Linked DNA regions of Pan troglodytes: region 1 is linked to region 2. A link is a contact called in public Hi-C data. All regions are on one chromosome and are shown on one strand. The core of a region is the stretch at or near the end of the contact, and the rest is flanking DNA. Distances in the headings are between cores, read along the strand shown. Region 1 holds the start of LUC7L (LUC7 like). Region 2 overlaps LUC7L (LUC7 like).

Evidence for each region. A called contact is a pair of places that touch in the nucleus more often than the background predicts.
Region 1: a contact with region 2 is called in a Hi-C map of induced pluripotent stem cells, with 2.7 times the contacts expected there. The contact joins the promoter of LUC7L here to the enhancer-like site in region 2. A contact is called at or near these places in 2 of 7 Hi-C or Micro-C datasets (both in induced pluripotent stem cells).

What each region holds. Positions count from the first base shown.
Region 1 is chr18:2,559,188-2,565,790 of NHGRI_mPanTro3-v2.0_pri, reverse strand. It overlaps LUC7L (LUC7 like), which reads left to right and starts at 1,426. Exons shown (of 10, transcript XM_523246.8): 1 at 1,426-1,657; 2 at 3,599-3,693. The coding sequence starts at 1,597.
Region 2 is chr18:2,517,944-2,524,559 of NHGRI_mPanTro3-v2.0_pri, reverse strand. LUC7L (LUC7 like) reads left to right here. Exons shown (of 10, transcript XM_523246.8): 10 at 223-572. The coding sequence ends at 364. Among named protein-coding and RNA genes, the nearest start is that of HBQ1, 5.1 kb to the right of the region's middle. Within about 2 kb of position 3,044, at least 4 of the 24 cell types and tissues checked have an H3K27ac peak or open chromatin away from gene starts, as enhancers often do. A contact at or near this core is called in induced pluripotent stem cells, where this site is marked.

The sequences.
Region 1 (6,603 bases), core at 177-2,676, 43 kb before region 2:
GTACAAAAAAAAAGTTAGTCGGGAATGATGGTGGGTGCCTGTAATCCCAGCTACTGGGGAGACTGAGGCAGGAGAATCGCGTGAACCCAGGAGTCAGAGGATGCAGGAAGCCGAGATCGCGCCACTGCACTCCAGGCTGGGCGACAGAAGGAGACTCCGTCTCAAAAATAAATAAAATACAGCAGGGCGCGGTGGCTCACGCCTGTAATCTCAGCACTTTGGGAGGCCGAGGCAGGCAGATCACAAGGTCAGAAGTTCAAGACCAGCCTGGCCAATACGGTACAACACCGTGTCTACCGAAAATACAAAAATCAGCTGGGCATGGTGGCTGGCTACTTGAGGTCAAGACTTTGAGACCAGCCTGGCCAGCATGGTGAAACCCCGTCTCTACTTAACATTCAAAAATTAGCCGGAGGGGGTGGCGGGCGCCTGAAATTCCAGCTACTGGGGAGACTGAGGCAGGAGAATCGCTTCAACCCGGGAGGCTGAGCTTACAGTGAGCCGAGATCGCGCCACAGCATTCCAGCCTGGGTGACAGAGCAAGACTCCGTCTCAAAAATAAATAAATAAATAAACAAATAAAAAATAAAGACCAGGCGTGGTGGCTCATGCCTGTAATCCCAGCACTTTGGGAGGTTGAGGCAGGAGAATCGCTTGAACCCAGGAGGCGGAGGTTGCGGAGAGCCAAGATCGCGCCATTGCACTCTAGCCTGGGCGAAACTCTGTCTCAAAAATAAATAAATAAATAATAGAGGTTTAATATAATAGAAGTATATGCCAGACTATGCACACATAAGTGCATGCTATAATTCTATTATCACATAAAATAATTGCTTACATATGCCTTTTTTTTAGTCCCTGGGACAGTAGACCATGAGCTCACAGAAGGACGACCACGAGGTTGTAATCATAGAACCTAATATTAATGCCATGACTGATGGCCAAACGTGGTGGTTCACACCAGTAATCCCAATACTTTGTCGGGCTGAGGCGGGAGGATAAGGAGCCGGGGAGGTCGAGGCTGCAGTGAGCGGTAATCGCGCCACTGCATTCCAGCCTGGGCGACGGAGCAAGACCCTCGCTCTAAATAAATAAATAAATAAATAAAATTCCATGCTTTATTTAACTTTCACAAAAATCATATGAGGGGCACCTTTAGAACCCTCATTTCACAGATTTAAAAAAACGAGCGTCGGGGAGCTAAATAATATGCTCACGGTTTCATGGCTAGCTTAGAAAAAGCACGGATTCATCTTGTTTTTGATTGACTGTATTTCATTTTATTGTAGTTTACCCTCCGTAGAGACTCGTTTGAGGTCCTGGGGGTCTAGAGGAAAATCAGGGTTGGGATTTTGGTTCCGCCGTTGGACAACTTGGCGACCACTCAGAGCCTCAGCCTCCCTAAGCACCCACCCCAGAAACTACATTTCCCAGCAGGGCGTGCGCCGGCGCCGTCGTACTTCCTCCCGGCGTCCCCCGCGGCGGGAAAGAGCCGAGTGGGCTCGAGGCCGACGCGACCATCGTTTGTCGACGCCGCTGCCACCGCCTGCCTGAGAGAAGTCGTCGCGGCCGACCCCGTCGCCTCCGCCGGCTACCATGTCCGCCCAGGCGCAGATGCGGGCCCTGCTGGACCAGCTCATGGGCACGGCTCGGGACGGTGAGTCAGAGCGGCCAACCAGGCGAGGGTCTGGGGTGGGAGTGAGGCGAGGCCGCCGGGCGGCCTGAGGCGGGGGCCGCCATCGTCTGCGCCTGCGCCTGCGCGGGGCATCGCTCCTCCTCCCCCGCGCGCCGACCGCAGGCGCCGGGCCTTTGTCTAAGCCGGTTCGTCTCTGAGGCGGCCGTGGGTCCAGGTCGGGCTCCTCTCTCGGAGTCTGCGCCATGGATGGGGCTTCAGCCTCCTTCCTATGTACCGTCCTGCTACTTCCTCCCCGGCGGGCGCCGCGGCTCCGTGCCCCTCCGCGAACTGTGGAGTCGGCGGAGGGCTGGAATCAGCGTGGGCTCCAGGTCGCTGGCAGCCGGGTGGCAGAACTCTTCCGAGGCTCCTTGGGAAGAAGCTACACCCGAGGGAGCCGGATGGGCCTCGAAAACCTGGCCCGCTCTGGTTCTGTACCATTGCAAGGGGAGCCGTAAACTGAGCTTTTCTAACGTGGGTTTCTGCCAAGTACTTTTCCAGCTGCCCCCTTCCCCCCAGCACACAGGAGAGCCTCTGTGTAGCCAGCGCTTGACAGTCGTTAGGTAGGTTGTACTGTGTAGGGAGGAGCTCAAGATCATGATGGTTGTCACAGGAGAAAGCGGTTGCATCTTTGCAAAACTATATACCTGCTGTGGTTTGTGTTTTCTTTTCTGCTGAGTAATGAAGTTGTAAGTTCACACTGGCACATTCTCAGGGCTGTGCAGATTATTTGCACTTTATTTCATAGGTGAATAAGTGCTTTTTAGCTTTCTTTGTATATTGAGTTGCTTTTGAATTGCTTCCCATATTTTTATTTCATACAAACTGAACAATTGTGGCCCCTCTATTTTATTTATAAAGGTTCAGTGTATCTTTGCCTGCCTACATCAATCTGCAAGGGAGTTGCAGAAAGCCTCATGTTCATCGAGCCGTGAGTCACAACCAATTTCTAAGCTGTTATAACAAAAAAGTGTTTGCTTTTTTTCACAAGTAACTTTAAAAGTGTAGTTTAGAAAGAAAACATTTTCAATAAAAAGACACTACATTAATCCTGGATGCTTGCAAATCCTAAAATATATTCCTCCTCTAGCGTTGCACAGCTCTGTGTTGTATACACAGACTAGCTTTAAAATTTGTCACATACCACTTTACCTTTACTTTTATGTATCATTCCCCCGACTTCCTTACTGCAGGTGTGGGCAAGAAAACTTTTCCTTTAACACTTTTCAACAGCGGGCATAAAATTCTGCAGCTGAGGTCTTGAAGAATGCAGATGGGTACAGTATGTGTTGGAGCTCACAGTGTGTATTGACTAACCTAGTTCCTTTTTTGCTTTTTTTGGTATTGTCTTGTTAAAAGTGACTCCCAGGTAGCAACTCTCTTTTTTAAGGGTGGGAACGAAGGGGACGTAGGAAGAATAGATCTAGATTATTTAACAGTCTTCGATAGAGTTTGAAAGCTTTCTTCTTCATTCAATTTTGGGCAAAATACTGCCTCTGCATTTGTTCATAACAAAAAGATTAGATTAATAAGTAGCTTTTGTTGGTGGAAATTACCAGCTCTATAAGTGACCCTTGGTGGTTCATGGACCTCTGATTAGCTTGGGTTTTGCAGTCTCATTGCCACATGTATATGTGGAGCCAATGGCCTTTTGGTGCTCAGCTGTTTACGTCTGACTCCTTGACTTCTTTGGTACAATGATGGAGTCAGATCTCATTAAGTGTGATTCTCCATGATATAACTAGCCTCAAAAAAATGTGTATTCCACTCCAGTTGTAAATATCTTTAGATCAGCTTTTCATTGTATTTGATGGGGAGAACACAGAAATGATAGTCTGCAAATCATCCAGGTGAATTGTTATACTAGTTTTTTTTTGTGGTTAATGTGATAATATTGTCTTATTTAAAACCACAAATGAATTTCAGGAGACGAAACCAGACAGAGGGTCAAGTTTACAGATGACCGTGTCTGCAAGAGTCACCTTCTGGACTGCTGCCCCCATGACATCCTGGCTGGGACGGTAGGTGCATTTTGGGAGACCTCATGGAACACTCTGACATGAGTGCTGTATAGGCAGTGACGGTTTTTCTATGTTGAATTTTGTTTTAACTTAAGTCTCTTTTTCTCTAAGTGGCTGAATTACGGCAGGTGTTCCTCCACTTGTATGTATGTTTGCATGCATGCATGCGATGGAGTCTCACTCTGTGTTGCCCAGGCTGAAGTGCAATGGTGTGATCACAGCTCACTGCAGCCTCGAACTCCTGGGCTCCAGCGATCCTACCACCTCAGCCTCTTGAGCAGCTGGTACTGCAGGCATGAGCCACTGCTCCTTTCTCAATCCTCCACTCTTCAACAGGCAGAAATCCCTGATGCCCTTAAAATGATAGATTCTATTCATTTGGTAGGATTTTATATTATGGAACAAATTTCACTGTTGTAAAATTCTGTCTGTAAAGTTACCAGATTTTTTTGTAAAGTCATTTATACTGAGATATTCACAACTAAATAGGGCAAGTATTCTAATTTGGCTGTAGCAAAAAATATGCTTTAGGTCAGCCTGAAGTTCTTTGAAGATTCTGCGTGGGTTTGTTTGACCTCAAGTTGGTTGTGTGGAAAACTTTTGATGTAGCAAGGTATATTTTCTTCCCGCAGTTTTTTGGTTTTTAAAAATCAGTTGAGGATACATTGATTTTGTAGTTTTGTGTTGTGCCACCCTTTCAAGAAATCAACATGCTATCTAATGAATATAGAACCCTACAATTTTAAGTTCACTTCAGATGAACAAAACAGATAAACGCTAGCTTTGTATAATGTGCATTTATTCGAAGTAAGAATTTGAAAAGACTGAATAGTGGAAGGTTATCTGTGGTGATTACGCCACTGGGAGAAAAGGAGTCCTGTAGAGACCACCCCCATTTTAAGGTTTCACAGCTACCTCACGGAGGTTAAAAACTATCCTCTCATTTTAAGGATGAAATGTGCATATGTTAAAGGAAGTTTTCTTCATGATGAATCATTGCTTATATTAGGGAGGAGCACCTTCTGGAAAACCGCTCAGATGTATTCAAACTTCTCAAGCTGACTTTTCTGACAGCAAATGCGAAATGAATGCCAAACCTTGTGCCTCTGTTGCTTGGGGTGTTGTCTGCTGTTTGGCCTGGGATGGGAAAACGTTACTGTTTGCTGCAGATTGTTGTGGGTACTGAGGTCAATACAGATTAATGATTTCAACTCGTCAAAGGAAGTTTCACTGTAGGGTATTTTCATAGGATGCACAACTTGGAATTCTTGATAAACCCATAGTGAAGGAAGTCAGAGGGAGCCGATAGATGTGCACTCTCGGGAAGATTTCAACCATGTTTTCCTTGGCCAGACCCTGTGTAGCATAGCTGCAGAATACTGGTGAGAAAAATAATCTGAGTGAGAGTATTTCTTTTCTTTTTTTTTTTTTTTGAGACAGAATTTCAGGCTGGGTGCGGTGGCTCACGCCTGTAATCCCAGTACTTTGGGAGGCCGAGGCGGGTGGATCACCTGAGGTTGGGAGTTCGCGACCAGCCTGACCAACATAGATAAACCCTGTCTCTATTAAAATACAAAATTAGCTGGGTGTGGTGGCGCATGTCTGTAATCCCAGCTACTCGAGAGACTGAGGCAGGAGAATCGCTTGAACCTGCGAGGCAGAGGTTGTGGTGAGCCGAGATCGAGCCATTGCACTCCAGTAGATAAACCCTGTCTCTATTAAAATACAAAATTAGCTGGGTGTGGTGGCGCATGCCTGTAATCCTAGCTATTCGAGAGACTGAGGCAGGAGAATCGCTTGAACCCGCGAGGCAGAGGTTGTGGTGAGCCGAGATCGAGCCATTGCACTCCAGCCTGGGCAACAAGAGCAAAACTCCGTCTCAAAAAAAAAAAAAAAAGAGACGGAGTTTCGCTCTTGTTGCCCAGGCTGGAGTGCAGTGACGTGATCGTGGCTCACCGCAACCTCTGCCTCCCAGGTTCAAGCCATTCTCTTGCCTCAGCCTCCCGAGTAGCTGGGATTACAGGCATGCACCACCTCGCCCGGCTAACTTTTGTATTTTCAGTAGAGACGGGGTTTCACCATGTTGACCAGGCTAGTCTGGAACTCCTGACCTCGTGATCCACCCACCTTGGCCTCCCAAAGTGCTGAGATTACAGGCATGAGACACCGCGCCCGGCCAGAACTGTGTTTTCTGAAGGTTCCGGAAACTTTGGTGCCCTTCCTGGTCAGTAGTGTTAGACCAGTAGAAGGTACAGAAAACACAGGTTGTGGAGTAAAAAACGCCTGACACACTGGATTTAGCAGCCATGTGGAATATTGTGGAAGGACTTAATGAATGTGATATTTCAGCTCTGCTTGATGTTGGGCATCCAGGGGAATGGCCAGTAGTATTTTTCCCTGCCTCCTTGGCAAAGCTGAAAAGCTACATCCAAAGAGGGTAATCATAGAACCCAAGCCTATCCTCAGTGTGCTTAAGCAGGGACTGTTTTGGGAGCTCTCACATTGAAAAGTAAGTGCTGAATTTTGCTTCATGTGAGGTTTTTTTTTTTAGACGGAGTCTCACTCCGTTGCCCAGGCTGGAGCGCATGGTGCTATCTCTGCTCACTGCAACCTCTGTCTCCTGGGTTCAGGCAACGCTCCTGCCTCAGCCTCCCGAGTAGCTGGGATTATAGGCGCCCGCCACCACGCCTGGCTAATTTTTTTGTATTTTTAGTAGAGATGGGGTTTCATCATGTTGGCCAGGCTGGTCTCAAACTCCTGACTTCAGGTGATCCGCCCTCCTCGGCCTCCCAAAGTGCTGGGATTATAGGCATGAGCCACCGCGCCCGGCCTCATGAGGTTTTCTAATGTCATATCTTTCTTGACAGTTGAGGTTTTTATAATGGAAATCAATCTGCACTTAATTGTACT
Region 2 (6,616 bases), core at 1,795-4,294:
AGCGAAGGCTCTCCTTATTAAAAATCTTTGCAAAGGTCACTTTTTAATGGCTATCTAACACTCCATATGTGGTGGGCAAGTCTGGTTGGCCTCCGGGGGGTTTCCAGGTATAGGGGATGTAGGGCCTTGCCTGGCCTGGTCTGCTGGTCCATCGTCAGTGCCTGAGCGGCCAGCAGAAGGGGGGCAGCAGCCTCCACTGAGCCTCTGGTTCCCATTTCCCAGGTTCTCCAGAGAGCGGGCATCCAGAGAGGAGTCCTGGGAGAGCGGGCGGAGCGAGCGAGGGCCCCCGGACTGGAGGCTTGAGAGCTCCAACGGGAAGATGGCTTCACGGAGGTCAGAAGAGAAGGAGGCCGGCGAGATCTGAACCCGTCTCCCGGGTGCTGTAAATAGTCTGATAAACGTTCACACAGTCTAAAATTACCCTTTATATTTGCTGAATACAACTCATCTTTTGTAGTTTAAAATTTCTATTGTTTTGGAGCTAGCTGTGAGTTTCTAGAAGTGTACAGAGTTGCTCCTGTGTTCCGGGGTCATGTTGAGTAGGAATAAATAAATCTGATGCTGCCTCCTGAGGCTGCGGTGGGGTTTCTGCTGTCCTCTGCGTAGAGGCTTTTCACTGTGACCCTGTGCCAGTGCCACCAGCACCTCACAGAAACCGTGACTTACTCGTGGGCCACGTCTTGTCTTCTGGCATCCAGTAGATGGCAGGGCACTTCCTGTCCCCTGCACCTGACTGACGGGACCCAGGTGTGCATGGGTGTTTGTTTGCTCGCTCCCACACAACCTTCTGAGTGTCTGAGCTGCCCATCTCCCATGGGGAGGAGGGAGGGATCCCCATTCTGCATTCAGTTATTTAGGAAAAGCTGTCTTGTCTGCTCAGCTGCTACCATAGCCTTAACTTGGGACTCAGGTGAGTTACACTGCATGTCCCCTTTTGAAGTTACTAGCAGAAAACAAAGACCCATGGGGCTGGGCATGGTGACACATGCCTGTAGTCCCAGCTACTACTAAGAAGGCTGAGGCAGGAGGATCTGTTGAGCCTAGGACACTGAGGCAAACCTTGATTCCGCCACTGCACTCCAGCCTGGGTGACAAGAAAGCCCTGTCTCAAAAAAAAAAAAAAAAAAAAAAAAAAAAAAAAAAAAAGATGGTTTGACTCATGTCCCATGTGGGCTGATTATGTTTCCCACCTCTCAGTTCTTTCTTTTTTTTTTTTTTTTTGAGACGGAGTCTCACTCTGTCGCCCAGGCTGGAGTGCAGTGGCGTGATCTCAGCTCACTGCAGGTTCCGCCTCCCGGGTTCACGCCATTCTCCTGCCTCAGCCTCCAGAGTAGCTGGGACTACAGGTGCCTGCCACCTCGCCTGGCTAATTTTTTGTATTTTTAGTAGAAACGGGGTTTCACCTTGTTAGCCAGGATGGTCTCGATCTCCTGACCTCGGGATCTGCCCGCCTCGGCCTCCCAAAGTGCTAGGATTACAGGCGTGAGCCACCGCTCCTGGCCAACACCTTTCAGTTCTTTCTAACATACCTGCTGTACATCAGGCAGGTACTTTAAGACCAAAGTAAAGGGGGACGTGGTGGCTCACGCTTGTAATCCCAGCACTTTGGGAGGCAGATAACCTGAGGTCAGGAGTTCGAGACCAGCCTGGCCAACATGGTGAAACCGTGTCTCTACCAATATACAAAAATTAGCTGGGCGTGGTGGCGGACACCTGTAATCACAGCTACTTGAGAGGCTGAGACAGGAGAATCGCTTGAACCCGGGAGCCAGAGGTTGCAGGGAACCGAGATTGCATCCAGCCTGGACGACAGCAAGACTCTGTCTCAAAAAACCCCCCAAAAACCCAAAATGAAGCCCTTCTGAAAAGGATAACTGCTAGCTAATGTGTAGATGATGGGAGCTCCTTCCCTTTTTCACTTCGTGGGAGATTTTTTGGAGGGAATTCCTGAGGTTCACATTGTTAACACATAGCCATCCTCATCCGCTCTATTTCTGCAGGGGTACAGATGCCACCCTTGAGCTGGCTGGCTCAGTGGGCACACACAGGCGCCGTGGTCTGGGTCTTTTTGCCACCGGTATCACAGTGTAGCTGGTGGCCCTGCTCTGGGCTCTCCTGCCACAGGCTGTCCCCTCCAGGAGGACAGATGGGTAGGTGGGCTGCTCTGCCAGCCTGTGACACAGGTCTAGCCCAGCCAACTGTCTCCAAGGAAAGGAGGGTGGAAGGGGCCGCCCTGTACAGGAGTCACTTGGGATTGATGCTGTGCTTTGCAGGCATCACCCATGTCGGTATTCCCTGCATGTCGCTGTTCCTCCCGTGTTGGTATTCCCCCCGTGTTGTTGTTCCCCCCGTGTCGCTGTTCCCCCCGTGTCGCTGTTCCCCCCGTGACGCTGTTCCCCCCGTGTCGCTGTTCCTCCCTCCCGTGTCGCTGTTCCTCCCTCCCGTGTCGCTGTTCCTCCCCCCCGTGTCGCTGTTCCTCCCCCCCGTGTCGCTGTTCCTCCCGTGTCTGTATTCCTCCCGTGTCAGTATTCCTTACCTGCACCTTTTCCTGCAGGTGGGACTCGGGGTACTTGTTCAGCACATGTGCTTTCCTCTTCGTCTTCTAGGAGGGAGTGGTTGGGTCTGGGCTCCCTGTTCCCAAGCCCACGTTGTGTTCATAGCTGTGGCTGCCTGGGTGATGAGTGTGGGTTTGCACTCTGGGTTTCCCTGGGCCTTAAGCAGACAGCGTCACCCTCAGAGCCATCACCACTGTGAATCATTTGGATCTTTTTCCATCTGGGCATAAATTTGTATGTGTAGACAAATTGTTGTTTTTTGCTTTTTTGGGGGGGGGGTCAGGGTGTGGGGTTTACAGAAAAGGTGCTGTACCCCTGGCCTTCAGTACTCACATCCTGTCCCCTGTATCTGCTGATTACAGCTGAAGGACAGGTCCTCCTGGGATGCAGCATCAGTGTCCTTGGCCGTCCCTGGTAGCCTCCGGGGCACCATCCGTGCAGGGAGAGGCGCTCCTGCCTCTCTATGGTGCAGGGACGGTGCAGCCGTGCGGGGCACCATCCGTGCGGGAGAGGCGCTCCTGCCTCTCTACCGTGCAGGGACAGTCGGGTGGGCTTTTGGTGCACCTGCCAGGTGGTGCTGACCAAACGGAGCTTCATGCCCCCGGTGCAGTTTTGCTGATAGCACCCACAACAGCTCTTCCTTTCTCCCTCCTCCCTGCCTCCTCCCAAATAACCCACACCAGGTTCTGCTGTCAGAGTCTGCGATAGGAGACCCATGTTTTCACTTTTTTCACCCAGTACAGCGAGTCCTTCCTTTCCACTGCAGTACCAGTAAATCTCGCCGAAGATGGCTACTGGGAGATATATGGGTCTGGAAGTGTATCCCTCCCATGTGAAGGAGTCTGTAGTGTCAGGTGGAACAGGCCCTTGTCTCCACCCACAGGGACCACCTTGGCCTGCAGCCCAGGTTGGAGGAGAACAGAAGAGAAGGGGGCCTCTCCAGAACATTTGGCGATTAAAAAAAAAATTTTTTTTTTTTTTGAGACGGAGTCTCGCTCTGTCTCCTAGGCTAGAGTGCGGTGATGCAGTCTCGGCTCACTGCAACCTCTGCCTCAGCCTCCCGACTAGCTGGGAATACAGGGGCCCGCCACCATGCCTTGCTAATTTTTGTATTTTTAGTAGAGACAAGGTTTCACCATCTTGGCCAGGCTGGTCTTGGACTCCTGACCTCGTGATCCACCCGCCTTGACCTCCCAAAGTGCTGGGATCACAGGCGTAAGCCACTGCGCCTGGCCAAAATTATTTATTTATTTTTTTTGAGACGATGCTTGCTTTGTCACCCATGCTGGAGTGCAGTGGTGTAGTCATGGCTTACTGCAGCCTTGAACTCCTGGACTCAAGTGTTCCTCCTGCCCCAGCCTCCAAGTAGCTGGGACATAGGCGTGCACTACCGCACTTGGCTAATTTTTTATGTTTTTGTAGAGACAGGTCTCACTATGTTGCTCAGGATATTCTTGGGAACTCCTGGGCTCAAGCAGTCTTCCCACCTCAGCCTCTCAAAGCACTAGGATTACAGGTGTGTCACCACAGCTGGCAGTGATTTTTTAAAAGGTAAATGGCTTTGTTTGGTGGGTGCTGTCGACGCCAAACTAGCTGGACGGGCTGTGCCTGGTGCCACCTTTGCCTCCTGCACAGGGTCCCCTTGGGCTTGGGGAGCGTGTGGGCCTTGACCGAAGCCCTCAGTAGGTTAAGGGTAGTCCTGGGGGGAGGAGAGGAGGATGCGGAGGCCGTTTCCTACCCCAGTGTGCAGCCGTCATAGGACAGGCAGGTGCTGGAGCAGGCTGAGGACCCCTATCTGGGGTGGCATCCTTTGGGGGAGGGGTGGCAGCCTGGAGTCAGAGCCACGTTGGCCAGGATGGAACTTTTCTTTTTTTTTTTTTTTTTGAGACAGAGTCTCGCTCTGTCTCCCAGGCTGGAATGCAGTGGCGCGATCTCAGCTCACTGCAAGCTCCGCCTCCCTGGTTCATGCCATTCTCCTGCCTCAGCCTCCCGAGTAGCTGGGACTACAGGCGCCCGCCATCACGCCTGGCTAATTTTTTGTGTGTTTTTTTAGTAGAGACGGGGTTTTACTGTGTTAGCCAGGATGGTCTCAATCTCGTGACCTTATGATTTGCCCGCCTCGGCCTCCCAAAGTGCTGGGATTATAGGCATAAGGCACCGCGCCCGGCCAGGATGGAACATTTTTTACTATAGTAAAGTGCACACAAAACGTGCTGTTATATAACAGTTTTTCAGTGCACAGTTCAGTGGCATGACGTGTATCTACATTGTTGTGCAGCCTTCACCACCACCTGTGTAGGGGTGGCTTTGAAAAGGCAGAGTATGGCCAGGCGTGGTGGCTTACATCTGCAGTCCCAGCACTTTGGGAGGCCAAGGCAGGTGGATCACGAGGTTAAGAAATTGAGACCATCCTGGCCAACATGGTGAAACCCCGTCTCTACTAAAAAAATATAAAAATGAGCCAGGCGTGGCGGGCACCTGTAATCCCAGCTACTCAGGAGGCCGAGGCAGGAGATTCGCTTGAACCCGGGAGGTGGAGATTGCAGCGAGTTGAGATTTCACGACTGCACTCCAGCCTGGGTGACAGAGCAAGACTCCATCTCAAAAAAAAAAAAAAAAAAAAAAGTGCAAATTCCCCTGGACTTGAGTGGGCATATGAGTCTCCCCAACAGTGTGGAGGGCCCACAGCTGCTCCCCTGCTCCCTTGGATCTGCACCTCTGGGTGGGTTCTGTACCAAGTGGGCTGAGCCCTTGAGCCAGGGCCAGCTCCCTCCAACCTCCACATCTCCAGGGAGGATGGGGTCTGGCTCTTTCACTTTCAGTGATGCTCCAGATGTAATCCCAGGAGGGTGTCCACACCTAGTTACAGGAGTCTGAGAGCCTGGTGCTTCCTCAGGGCCCCTGAGCCTCCTGGGCTCCAAGTGCTTGCTCCTGTGTGCAAAGTTGCAGCAGCTGCAGGTCCTGTGCTCTGGGAGCACACAGGATGATTGAGGTGAGACTGACTCGAGCTACCCCAAGGACAGAAACTAGAACGTGGATCCAAGAGGGGGGCTCACGGGTGGGCTAGGGGCCAGATTTTTTCTTTTTTTTGTTTGAGACAGTCTCGCTCCGTCACAAGGCAGGAGTGCAGTGGTGCAATCTCAGCTCACTCCAACCTCCGACTCTGGTTCAAGTGATCTCCTGCCTCAGCCTCCCGAGTAGCTGGGAGTACAAGCATGCACCACCACACCCAGTTAGTTTTTATATTTTTAGTAGAAACGGGGTTTCAACATGTTGGCCAGGATGGTCTAGATCTCCTGACATCGTGATCAGCCCGCCTCAGCCTCCCAAAGTGGTGGGATTACAGGTGTGAGCCACCGTGCCCGGTCTTTTTTTTTGAGACAGAGTCTCGGTCTGTCGCCCAGGCTGGAGTGCAGTGGCTCGATCTCAGCTCACTGCAACCTCCGCCTCCCTGGTTTAAGTGATTCTCCTGCCTCAGCCTCCCGAACAGCTGGGACTACAGGTGCCCGCCACCATGCCTGGCTAATTTTTGTATTTTTAGTAGAGACGGTGTTTCACCATGTTGGCCAGGCTGGTCTCAAACTCCTGACCTCAGGTGATCTACCCGCCTCTGCTTCCCAAAGTGTTGGGATTACAGGCGTGAGCCACCATGCCCCGCCCGGAGATCTAATGTAGTAGAGATAATAACCTTTATCTGCCACATGTAGCAAATATTTTCTCTGGCTCTTCCCCCCGCCCCCTCCTCCTTTTTTTTTTTTGAGGCGCAGTCTCGCTCTATTGCTCAGGCTGGAGTGCAATGGTGTGATCTCGGCTCACCGCAACCTCCGCCTCCCGGGTTCAAGCCATCCTCCTGCCTCAGCCTCCTGAAGTTGGGATTACAGGCGCCCGCCACCACACCCAGCTAATTTTTTTTTTTTTTCTGAGACGGAGTCTCACTCTGTCCCCCAGGCTGGAGTGCAGTGGCGCAATCTTGGCTCACTGCAGGCTCCGCCTCCCGGGTTCACGCCATTCTCCTGCCTCAGCCTCCCGCGTAGCTGGGAATGCAGGCGCCCGCCACCACG